Regions from separate parts of the Mustela erminea genome. Here region 2 is linked to region 1. Evidence: chromatin contacts called from public Hi-C data. All regions are on one chromosome and are shown on one strand. Each heading gives the region's core, a stretch centred on a gene start, on an enhancer-like site or on the middle of the called end of the contact. The rest is flanking DNA. Distances are from core to core; before and after follow the strand shown.

Region 1 (5,015 bases), core at 1,181-3,680:
CACTATCACTGTAACTGAAACAAAACCAACTTAAAGTATTTTAAAGATAACGCTTGTTCCCATGAAGTTACCAAAAACCTCTCTTTTACTTAAGAAAACAAAACAAAACAAAAACCTAATAGATAATAGTCCTCACATTCATGTACAAAGCTATATCCCTAAAGTCTTTGTTTTAAAGATTTTTATTTATTATTTATTTGACAGACAGAGATCACAAATAGGCAGAGAGGCAGGCAGGAAGAGAGAAAGGGAAGCAGGCTCGCTGCTCGATCCCAAGAACCTGGGATCATGACCTGAGCCGAAGGCAGAGACTTAATCCACTGAGCAACAACCCAGGCGCCCCAAGTCTTTGTTTTAAAAACACTTGTGACAAAGAGTTTTCTAGAAGTGATAACTGGAAGCCTAACCATTTTTTCAGGCATTCCAGTAGCCCAGTCTTCCAGATGCCACCACAATGACCTGAGTGGAATTTTTCACTAAAATACACTAGAAAAAAATCAGCCAGATGCTAGAGCCATACACATTTTAAAATTTCACTTTAGCAACTTGATATGTCTTCATCTTACTATTAGTTGGCAACCTCTAAAATAATATTGTACCTATAAATGCTAGACTATTAGAGATCATGGGAGAAATTTACTATTAAATCAGAACATAACTCCTATGTTAAATGAAAAAAGAGTTCCTGAACACAAAACACCTCTGAACACCTTTCTCTTGACTTCCTTTTCCCTATTAAAAAATCATAATCCACTCCTTCATCTGCAAAGTATTTTCTGACTCTCACCCATCAGGTTTTCCTGTTACATTATCACAGCAAATTTGTCTTATTAGCCATTTATGTTGCTAAAAACAACAACCCCTTACACAGCCAATAATGAGAGTGTTCTTACACTTCCTCTCTCACTCAATTATTTCTTTAAAAATGACAATAAATCTTTGGAATCTGTGCATTATGGTGCTTTCAACCTTACAACTTCAGGGGAGGTCAAGGCTCTTTCATGTGTTTTCGCTCCAACTCTCACAGCCTTGCTATGTCAACATGACCCAGAGGAATGATTTTATTTTCTGTTTCACACTAAACAGTAACAGGCCTATCTATCCTATCTACTGACTGGGGGGAGGAAGCTGCTACATATCTATATTAAAGACAAACTAAATCACAATAGTCACACTACTGCTGTTCAGAACAGTTGACTTTGGCGCAAAAAAAACAAAAAAACAAAAACAAAAAAAACACGTTTTCCTTAATATCTAAACGGTATGTATAACTATTAAAGTCAACTGCAAATCTTACAACACTGTTCCAGCAACACTGATCTCTTCATCTTTTTAACCAGCTCCTCTTTAAAAACACATTTCAGGAGAATCTGTCCATCCAGAGAACTGGAAGGCTGTTCCTAATTACTGCCTTCAATTCAAACCTTTTCAAAGTATTTCAGAACTCCCTGGACTTGGCTGGGATTCAGCCTTGGTTAACTGGTTTGGAGACTCATCACAAGTCACCCCCTGGGTTCAGCAAGCCCCTTGGGTGACAGCACTCCCGCTCCCAGGGACCACCTAACTCAACCTGGAGCCCGGGCTGGGGTCCCACCGCAGGCTGAGTAAGACCAGAAGGCTAGTGAGGCACCAGCCCGGGTTCACTGCCAGACGTGCGGTCCAGTGCCTTGCTTGCAGAAGGGCTAGGTATATGGCAGGAAGAGACCTGGGTGTTGATCGGTCTGGTATCACCGTCTAACTTTCTTGGCCTCCTGAGGCCCCCGAGGATGGTTTTCCTGGGAGGGTTTCAGGACTCTAAGAGGAAGCAATCGCCTCGAGGACATAAGGCGGGAGCCTCGAGAGAAAGAACCAAGAGCCCTCGAGTGGACCCTCCCCGAGGGCCGGCGCGTATTTCTGGCCAGATCGGCGGGAGGAAGGTCCTCGGACTTGGAGCAGAGCCCAAACCTCCGGAGGACGACCTCCGACGCCGAGACACGAGGGAGCCCCCACGCCGCCCTTGAGCCTCCCGCTTGGGGCAGGCCCGGTCAGCGCCGGGACACCGCCGCCAGCACACCTGAGCCGCGCCCGGCGCCCGACCCCGCGGACGGTCACCGCGACCTCGCCCCGCCCCACCGCCCCCTCTGCCGGCTCCGCACGGACGCAGCTCGCGGGGTCCCAGCCCGCCACCTCCGGCTCAGCCCGGCCCCACCATACCTGGCCGGCGGCGGCTGCGGCGGCTGCGGCGCTGCTCCTCACGTACCCATTCCGCACTTCCCCGTTCGCCACGCAGCCGTTCGCCCGCAGCGGGCGGCGGCAGCAGCAGCCTCCGGGTTCCGGCCGCATCGTCCCGGCAGCACCAGGCGCAAGGAAGGCTCTGTAGGCGGCGGCCCAGGCGGCGGCCGCTCCAGTCCCGCTCCGCACCCCACCCACCTCCCCGAAACCGGAAATGGCTGCACGCCGCCGCCAATTACCGGCCCGGCCGTCACAGGGGGCGGGGCCCGCTCCCGCGGAGGCGGGGGCTCGCCCGAGGCCCCGCTGCCGAGGGGAAATGGGGCGGGGCCGGCGGACAGGAGGGACCGGAGCCTGGGGACTGCTGGCCAATCTGGAGGAGGGGAGGCGGATCCCATGCTGCGGTCGGGCCAGTCACGGGCGACAGCAAAGGCGGCTCGCGGGTGTCGAGGAGGGGGTCTGGGGAGGGGTCGGCGGCCCCTCGGTCCACGCAGAGGAGGCGGGGGCCCAGGAAGAAGTCGGCCAATTAGAATGTGAGGAGAGGAAGGGGGCTGAGCCCTGGTGTCCAGAGCGGGTTGCCGGTTCCCCTGCACAGGTGGCGCCCTCTCTGCCCTTGCCTCCGGGGAAGTTCTGGGATGGGAATTCTAGGCGGTGACAGGGCTCCTTTATTTAATCAAGGAATTCCTTTGTGGGTATCTATAGAATAGCATTTTTGGTATTCTCTCAACATTCTTCAGTACGCTGCCTACATCAGCACATTTCTTAATAATTCGGATGCCTCTTTGCCCTTCACATTTGTCCCTAATCAGGGTTTTCTGTACGATTTCCTTTAAAGAGTACTTCCTTGAGAGTCAGGAAACCTGGCCTCATTCCAACTCTGCTAATAACTGAAAGACATACCTCCAGTATTTAGCCACGTTCGGAGCCAACTTCTCTAAAATAGAGTTAATACTTTGTTTCATAGGCTCACCCATCATGATGCCTGACCCATAGTAAAAGCATAATAAATATTGTTCTGCACCCCTCGAGTTCTATCTTCCCATTGGGGTTAGAAAGGAAGTGGGTCTACATCATAACAAGAGACTTTTGGTTACCTACAAAAATTTAGTGTCGTAGTTAAGTATTTAACTGTGTCGTAAGTTAAGTATTTAACTAGTGTCGTAGTTAGTATTGACTCTGGAGGTGCTCTGGGTTTGAATCCTGTCTGTGTCACTTATTAGCTGAGGGAGCACTATGTCTTCCATCTGTTCAGTGGAAATAATAATAGTTGTCCTGAGGATTTGCCTTAATACATACAGAGTATTTTGTATGAGACCTGGCCACTGGGGGTGCCTGGGTGGCTCAGTTGTTAAGCTTCTGTCTTCGGCTCAGGTCATCATCCCAGATTCCCAGGAAAAAGCCCGGCATGGGGGCTCCCTGCTCCACGGGGGGCTTGTTCTCCCTTCCTCTCCCCCCTGCTTGTGTTCCCTTTCTCCCTGTATCTCTCCCTGTCAAAAAAAAGATTAACAAAGTCTAAAAACAACAACAACTGGTCATTAGTAAAAATTCATTAAGTGTTTGTTATTTTTTTAAAAGATTTATTTCTTTTAGAGAAAAAGAAAGAGAGAGTGTGAGTGGGGAGAGGCAGAGAGAGAGAGAGAATCCGCAAGCAGACTCCCCACTGAGCATGGAGCTCTACTTGGGGCTCAATCCCAGGACCCTGAGATCATGACCTAAGCCCAAATAAAAAATCAGATGCTCAACCGACTGGGCCACCCAGGCACCCCAAGTGTTGGTTATTTTTAATTGCTGAATGGGCATATAAGATCCCCTGCCTTCTTCCCCCTACCCCATCTTTAGGAAAGGGATTGACAAGCTATCAGCTTTTCATGGTTTAGGAGCTAAACAATCTCACAGCAAGTGGACAGAGCAGACACCTTCTTTGAGTCAATAAACACTATGATCCCAAAGAACATAAATTTGTGAAAAGAAAATGTGTGGCTTGCACCTCATGGCGCTTGCATTCTAGTGAGAGAAAAGACGGTCAAGTGTTAACACAAACAGCAACAAAAGGTCTACAGAAGGCTGGAGTTCTCATGAGGATGGCTGGACTACGGTGACAGGTCTAGAATTTCCATGCAGACAGTTTTTCAGGGTAGGAATCAGCTGGAAGCAGAGCTAAGGGATTTAATCGAAGCTCAGATAGTAAGCTGAATGAATTTGGAAAAGACCTGGGAAGATGTTGTAGGATGAGCTTAATCTTCAAGGATGAGCAGTATTTGGAGAACTGGGAATGAGAAGTAAGGGGAGGGTGTTCCCAGGAGAGGCAACCTTCAGCAGGTCAGGTACAGAGGCTGAAAAGAGCAAAGCCTTCAACTGGAGCCTAAGAGTGAGGACCAGCATCTAGATTAGAGGAATCCTGTTAGCTAGCTAGTCCCTCTCTCTGGAGGGCGGGACACAGGTCCTTGTCTTGTTCTGCCACTTACTCACCATGTGTGGTCTTGGATGAGTCATGCAACATCAGCCTTGGTCTCCTCACCCATCTTACAAAATTAATACCTGTACTACTTACCTCACAGGGCTTTTGTGACCATCAATGATATAATCCACACATGATCTGATAACCTTGCACAGCATTGCTAAATCACAAAAAGGATGCCACAGAAGGCAGTAGGCAACACCCCAGGCTCCCTACAAACAGGAAACAGCTCCTTCCAGACGCATAAGCCACCTCACCACCATTTTACTGAGTTCATATGCAAAGTTCTGGGCTAGGCACCAGGGTTACAAGTCTTCCTTCAAGATTGCTCAAACCATTCCAACTGTAA
Region 2 (5,015 bases), core at 1,752-4,251, 260 kb before region 1:
GTCCTGGCAGTTGGAGCCGAGAGGCCATTCTTCAGGATAACAGCACCATCTGCTGGACGCAGGTACCAAGCACACACTTTTTAAAAGCACGCTATCAACCTACTACTAAGCTTTTACTGAAATTCAGCGCCTAACGGATGAAGGCCTTAGGATTCTTTGGCTTGATATTGCCACCTTGGGGTGAGTCAACTTGGAATATAAGGCTAACAAAAGGCTCAATAAGACTTGATGGTGAAATGGAAGTGATCTAGCTGGCCTGGCCCTAAAGGCATCTTTATAAGAGGAGGCGGGAGCTCTGACTTTGAGAGAAACTATCTTCCATTCCACCACCCAAAGCAAAACCACTAGCTCAGTGGAGACTTGATGCACAGAGGTTTCCTCTCAAGGCTTGTGCCTGGTTGGCGGATAGCGTCCATTGGGCAGCAGCAACCATCCAGTCCCAGTGACAACTCTGGAAGGCCAACTGCAGAAAGGGTTGATGGGTACAATGGGCTCATCACCCTTGCCTTGCACAATATTCCTGAGAAACAGACAAGTTCTATTTTTATTGGCTCTTGGGCTTTTGCCATTAGTCTAGCTTCTGGTGTGCCACCTAGAGGACTATATACTGAGAAATTTAAATTACCCCTCTTTAGAGCCAAGAATTGTGGCAAAACAGTCATGGCTGCCTGTCAGTGGGACAATCTGGATCACTCATATGGACGCCCACAGTGAGGACCAGGATTCTGTTAAGACTGACTGAAATCAAGCTGCAGATCAAGCCTGTACCAAACAGACTGTTACAGATTGTAATCAGGATTCATCAATGCTCCACATGTGGAAACACATCTACCATCATGGACTGGGCACAAAGTAAAGGGCTATAAGTTTCTGAAGCAGAAGCCATCACTGCATTGTGCTGACTTGTGACTCCTGCCAAAAGTTGGCCAATTCATCCTGCAATAAAGGAGGCCACAATGGGGGCATTGGCCCTGCCTGCTCCAAGGAAACTGACTTTAGGACTTTATTAGTCCTAAAGTATTAGGACTTTGTATCCCTCTTCGGGCTATCATTGGCACTTCACTGCTACTGACACTTTTTCAGGTTAACCTGTTGATGATGCTGTTCCAGTCCAACCATCTAACTCCACATATGTTACTGCAGTAATTGAAACTAAACTATGTCATTCCAAACCATCTAAGTCTGACAATAGCATACCTTTTTTTTTTTTTTGCAATGGCCACAAAATAATGAGCCAACAGTCAGTAGAAGTATCTGATGGCATTCCACACTCCTTACCCTCCGAACACATTTGATATTGTTGAGCGCAGAACAATCTTCTCAAAATGATTTCTGACTCTACTTCCCTCACCTCCTCCTGGTTCACACACCTTGGTAAAGCAGTTTCATCACCTAATGCAGTCATCACCAGAAAGGGTTCATCTCCTCTTGGACAGAAGAGGTGGAGGGTTACATAAACCCATATTTTGAACATTTTAGATTCTTCCTGGACCATACCTGGACATGATTTGTCTTTCTTTCCCCCTAACAACTGCTGATCAGCAGGGTGGAGGAGGGAGGGAAGATTCAAACTTAATCCAGTATGTTGATATTCATGCTGCCTCCTACCCTGTGAGTAATGAGTCCTTTGTCTCTGACCCAGGAGTCTCATGTCTTCTGCCAGCATTCATGAAACAATAACAAACGAATTTATTCACTTCCAAGTAGGATAGCCCAGGTAGTTTGTTAGCTGGCTTGCTTTTTGGTCAAGGAGTTCCATTTTTAACATCCCCTACACTAACCTTCTAGTCAGGGATACCAACAAAACATGTTATCACTTGTTGGCTAAACAAATTAACCATTTTCAGATTGCGCAAAACTTTTCCTCCTTCTAGCTGGAGACTTTTTACTCTTATCTCATAAAATCTAAGTCCTACAAAATAAAATCTTTAAGAAAACAAGTCTCTCCTCACAAGGAGAGACCCCTGCCACCATCTCTGGACACACAAATTGTCCCTGCTCCCAAGGATGATTTTCACCTCCCTTGATGCCTGGAAATCCTGCAGATTAGGAACTCAGGCCTTAGGAAATTCTGTACTAAGAATTTCCAGTTCTCCTTGGAAGGTCAAAGACACAGTCTGAGACTCCTCGGATCCTAAGGAATCCCACTGCCACCCACGGGAGCAGAAATGACTCCTCTCACATACACTGCACCTGGCCAAAGCAACCTCCCGCAACCTGTTTCTCCTGCGCAGCCCCGCCCCTCCCCCTGTGATTCCCGCCCCCTCCGTGCCCCCGGGCCAATCAGAGGGTGCATCGTTCCCACCCCGTTGCCACGGGATCCGCCGAGTCCCTTCTGTCACTCACCAGATGTGCGGCGGCTCGTCCAGACGGTGGAAGCGGGTGGCGAAGGACAGCAGCGTCACCAGGGCCAGCAGGGCCCACCGGCCGGCTGCCTCGAAGCGCCGCGAGCCCCGAGCAGGCCGTTTGGGGCTCCGCGCTGCAGGCTGGGCAGCCACGTCCGGGCCCACAGCCCTAGTGACCTGGGGCCCACAGCGGCCCCGCCGGGGACGCAGCTCGGACCCTGCGGGGCCTCCGCCCACCGCCGGCGGCATCCTGCCCCTCCTCAGGATCGCCCTCCGGCTGGCCGAAACGCTCGATCTTGCGAGCCGCCCCGCCAAGAACTCACCCAGGGGCACCTCGGGGTGCCCTGGGAAATGTAGTTCCCTGCGCCGGCAGCGGGCGCCGGGGCCCCGGCCTCTGGGCTGCGCGGGGAGCGCGGTCGCCGTCCGGGCCGCTAGGAGGCGGCTGGTGGCGCAGAGCATGACGGATGGCCCGGGCCCGGCGGGCCGGCCGGGGAGGAAACGGGCTCAAGGAACTGCAACTCCCAGCAGCGCCGGGAGGGGGGGCGTGGCGGCAGGGCGGGGCGACCCAGACGGGACCGAAAAGATCATTCTAGCCCAACCCCTCGCTTTACCACGACGGAAGCGCTGGTTCTGACGTGTCGGGGCCTCACTGGGCCTCGGTGCGGGACGAGTAGGAGAGTCCCAGGCGCGAAGTCTCCCGGCCTGGAAGAAGGGTGGCCGGAGGTGCGAGATGCAAGCGGGGAAGGTCTGTTCCACACATCCGGGGATAGGGGCGCCACTGAGAATGAGAAACCCTGTGGGGCGGGGGTCAAAAGGTGCGCCGCTCGCCCCCTTCCTACGGCTTCCACAACGCACAACTCCCGGCATGCAGAGCGCCTCGCGGGCTCTGTTCTGCGCCTGCGCGCTGCCCGCTTCCCGCTGCTCGCTGGGGCTTGTAGTCCGGGGAGGTTGGGGCTGCAGGCGGCTTACGCTCCTGGAGTGTGCGGGGCGCTGTGGAGTCGCTGTACTCTCGCGCTTCACCTGTCTCTCACTGTCCCTTCTGCCGGGCTTTCCAGACGTCGTCCCTTGCCTCCCTCTTCCTTATATCCCGCGTGCTGTTCCTTACCAGTCGGCCCGACGGGTTCTAACTGTTAGCGTAGGGCCTTCCCGGGTGGTTTGCACTTGGAGAGAGCTCTTGGGGTTGGGTGGTGGGGAGGCACTAGCACTTAAAGTCCTCTCCATCTCCTGGGGAGTTTTCCCTGGGGTCATCTTTGGGGGAAGGGACCCAAGAATCTGCATGCTTAATAAGCGCCTCCATGAGCGTTTTGAAGTCTTATTCAAGTTTGAGAACCACCAAGGAAGATGGCAGGCCACACCAGATGGAATTAGCATCATCTTAATAATGCATAGCTCTCCCACTCCCAAATGGGATTTTAGGAGGCTTTCTCTCAAAACGAGGCGTGAGAAACGGTTTTAAAATAAAATCTGCTAGAGTGGTCAGAATCCATATTTGAATTGGAAATGAGGTTCCTCCAGGAGTGGTAATGAGACGAATATTTTACTTGGGCTTTAAAACAAGTGCAAGAAGGAACGCGGGACAGTTGATATAGTTATCACTGGTAAGAGGAAGAGCAGAAGGTGCTCTCCATTATAAATCCTGATGGTCCATAAGCAGGTAACTGGAGAGCAGTGGCATTCACAGTGACTCTGTGGTCACCCTCAGTACAGGTCAAGATGGAACATTTATTAATTCGGTAAGGCATTTCTCCAGGGATTCCAAGCTAATGTCTCAGGCTCTCCAGTGGTCCCATCCCTAACCAGCAGTCCCGGCCAGATGGCCCCAAGGGCCCTTCCAGCCTGATCAGACAAGGACAGGGATGTACCTTGGAGTAGGGTACCTCTAATTTTGGCCTCCTAACTCCTCCCCTTATAAAGACACCTGCTGTCTATCACCTGCTCTCCGAACCAGGACCGTCTTTACTTTCCCTACAAAAGTGTCTCCAGTACAGGCTGGAACTTCCAGACCTGGAAACCAACCTGGGAGGGCCTAGGTTCCCGCAGTGCCCTTGCCCACCTAGAAGATGAATTGGTAGTTCAGGGATGGTAAGGCAGGGTCACAGAGCAGTTTGATGTGCTGAGGGGTGCGGAAGGCAGAGGGAACTTGAGTGAAATATCTGTAGTCAGAGGGATGGTAGACAGGGGTGATCTAGAAGTTCTGCTGTGTTCTCTCTCCTTAATCATATGGATACACCTATGTCTTCCCAAAGATGCATGAGAGCTAATTACTGATAGCTCCATCCTGGGCCCTGCTTTGAAATGCTGATCACTCAAGAAGCACCGGGAAGTTTAATAAACTTCTCTTAAACTTCAGATCAGAGATCACGCACTCAGCCTCCTCCAGTGCCTCAAGGTAACAAAAATGAAAGAAGAGGGCCAGGTAGGGCACAGGGCAGATCAGAGAGGGCATGCCATGACTGAAAGAGGCTGTTAATTGTCTCCTATCAGTTGTTGTTACTCAGGAACCCAAGACCACTGTCTCTGCCTTCATAAGAAAAAACAAATAGGATTTGTATATGAAACATCCTGATTTGTTAATGTTGGCAACCAACTGAAACATTTTTTTAAAAAATATTTTATTTATTTATTTGACAGATCACAAGTAGGCAGAGAGGCAGGTAGAGCAAGAAAGAG

Evidence for each region. Hi-C and Micro-C count contacts between places; a contact is called where the count stands out from the background.
Region 2: a contact with region 1 is called in a Hi-C map of spleen, with 5 times the contacts expected there. The contact joins the promoter of GSTZ1 here to the promoter of SPTLC2 in region 1. A contact is called at or near these places in 2 of 3 Hi-C or Micro-C datasets (skeletal muscle and spleen).

The regions. Positions count from the first base shown.
Region 1 is chr5:129,842,627-129,847,641 of mMusErm1.Pri, reverse strand. SPTLC2 (serine palmitoyltransferase 2) reads right to left here and starts at 2,430. Exons shown (of 12, transcript XM_032344811.1): 1 at 2,194-2,430. The coding sequence starts at 2,322.
Region 2 is chr5:130,106,468-130,111,482 of mMusErm1.Pri, reverse strand. It overlaps GSTZ1 (maleylacetoacetate isomerase), which reads left to right and starts at 3,001. Exons shown (of 9, transcript XM_032344829.1): 1 at 3,001-3,090. The coding sequence starts at 3,076. It overlaps POMT2 (protein O-mannosyl-transferase 2), which reads right to left and starts at 2,822. Exons shown (of 21, transcript XM_032344827.1): 1 at 2,347-2,822. The coding sequence starts at 2,804.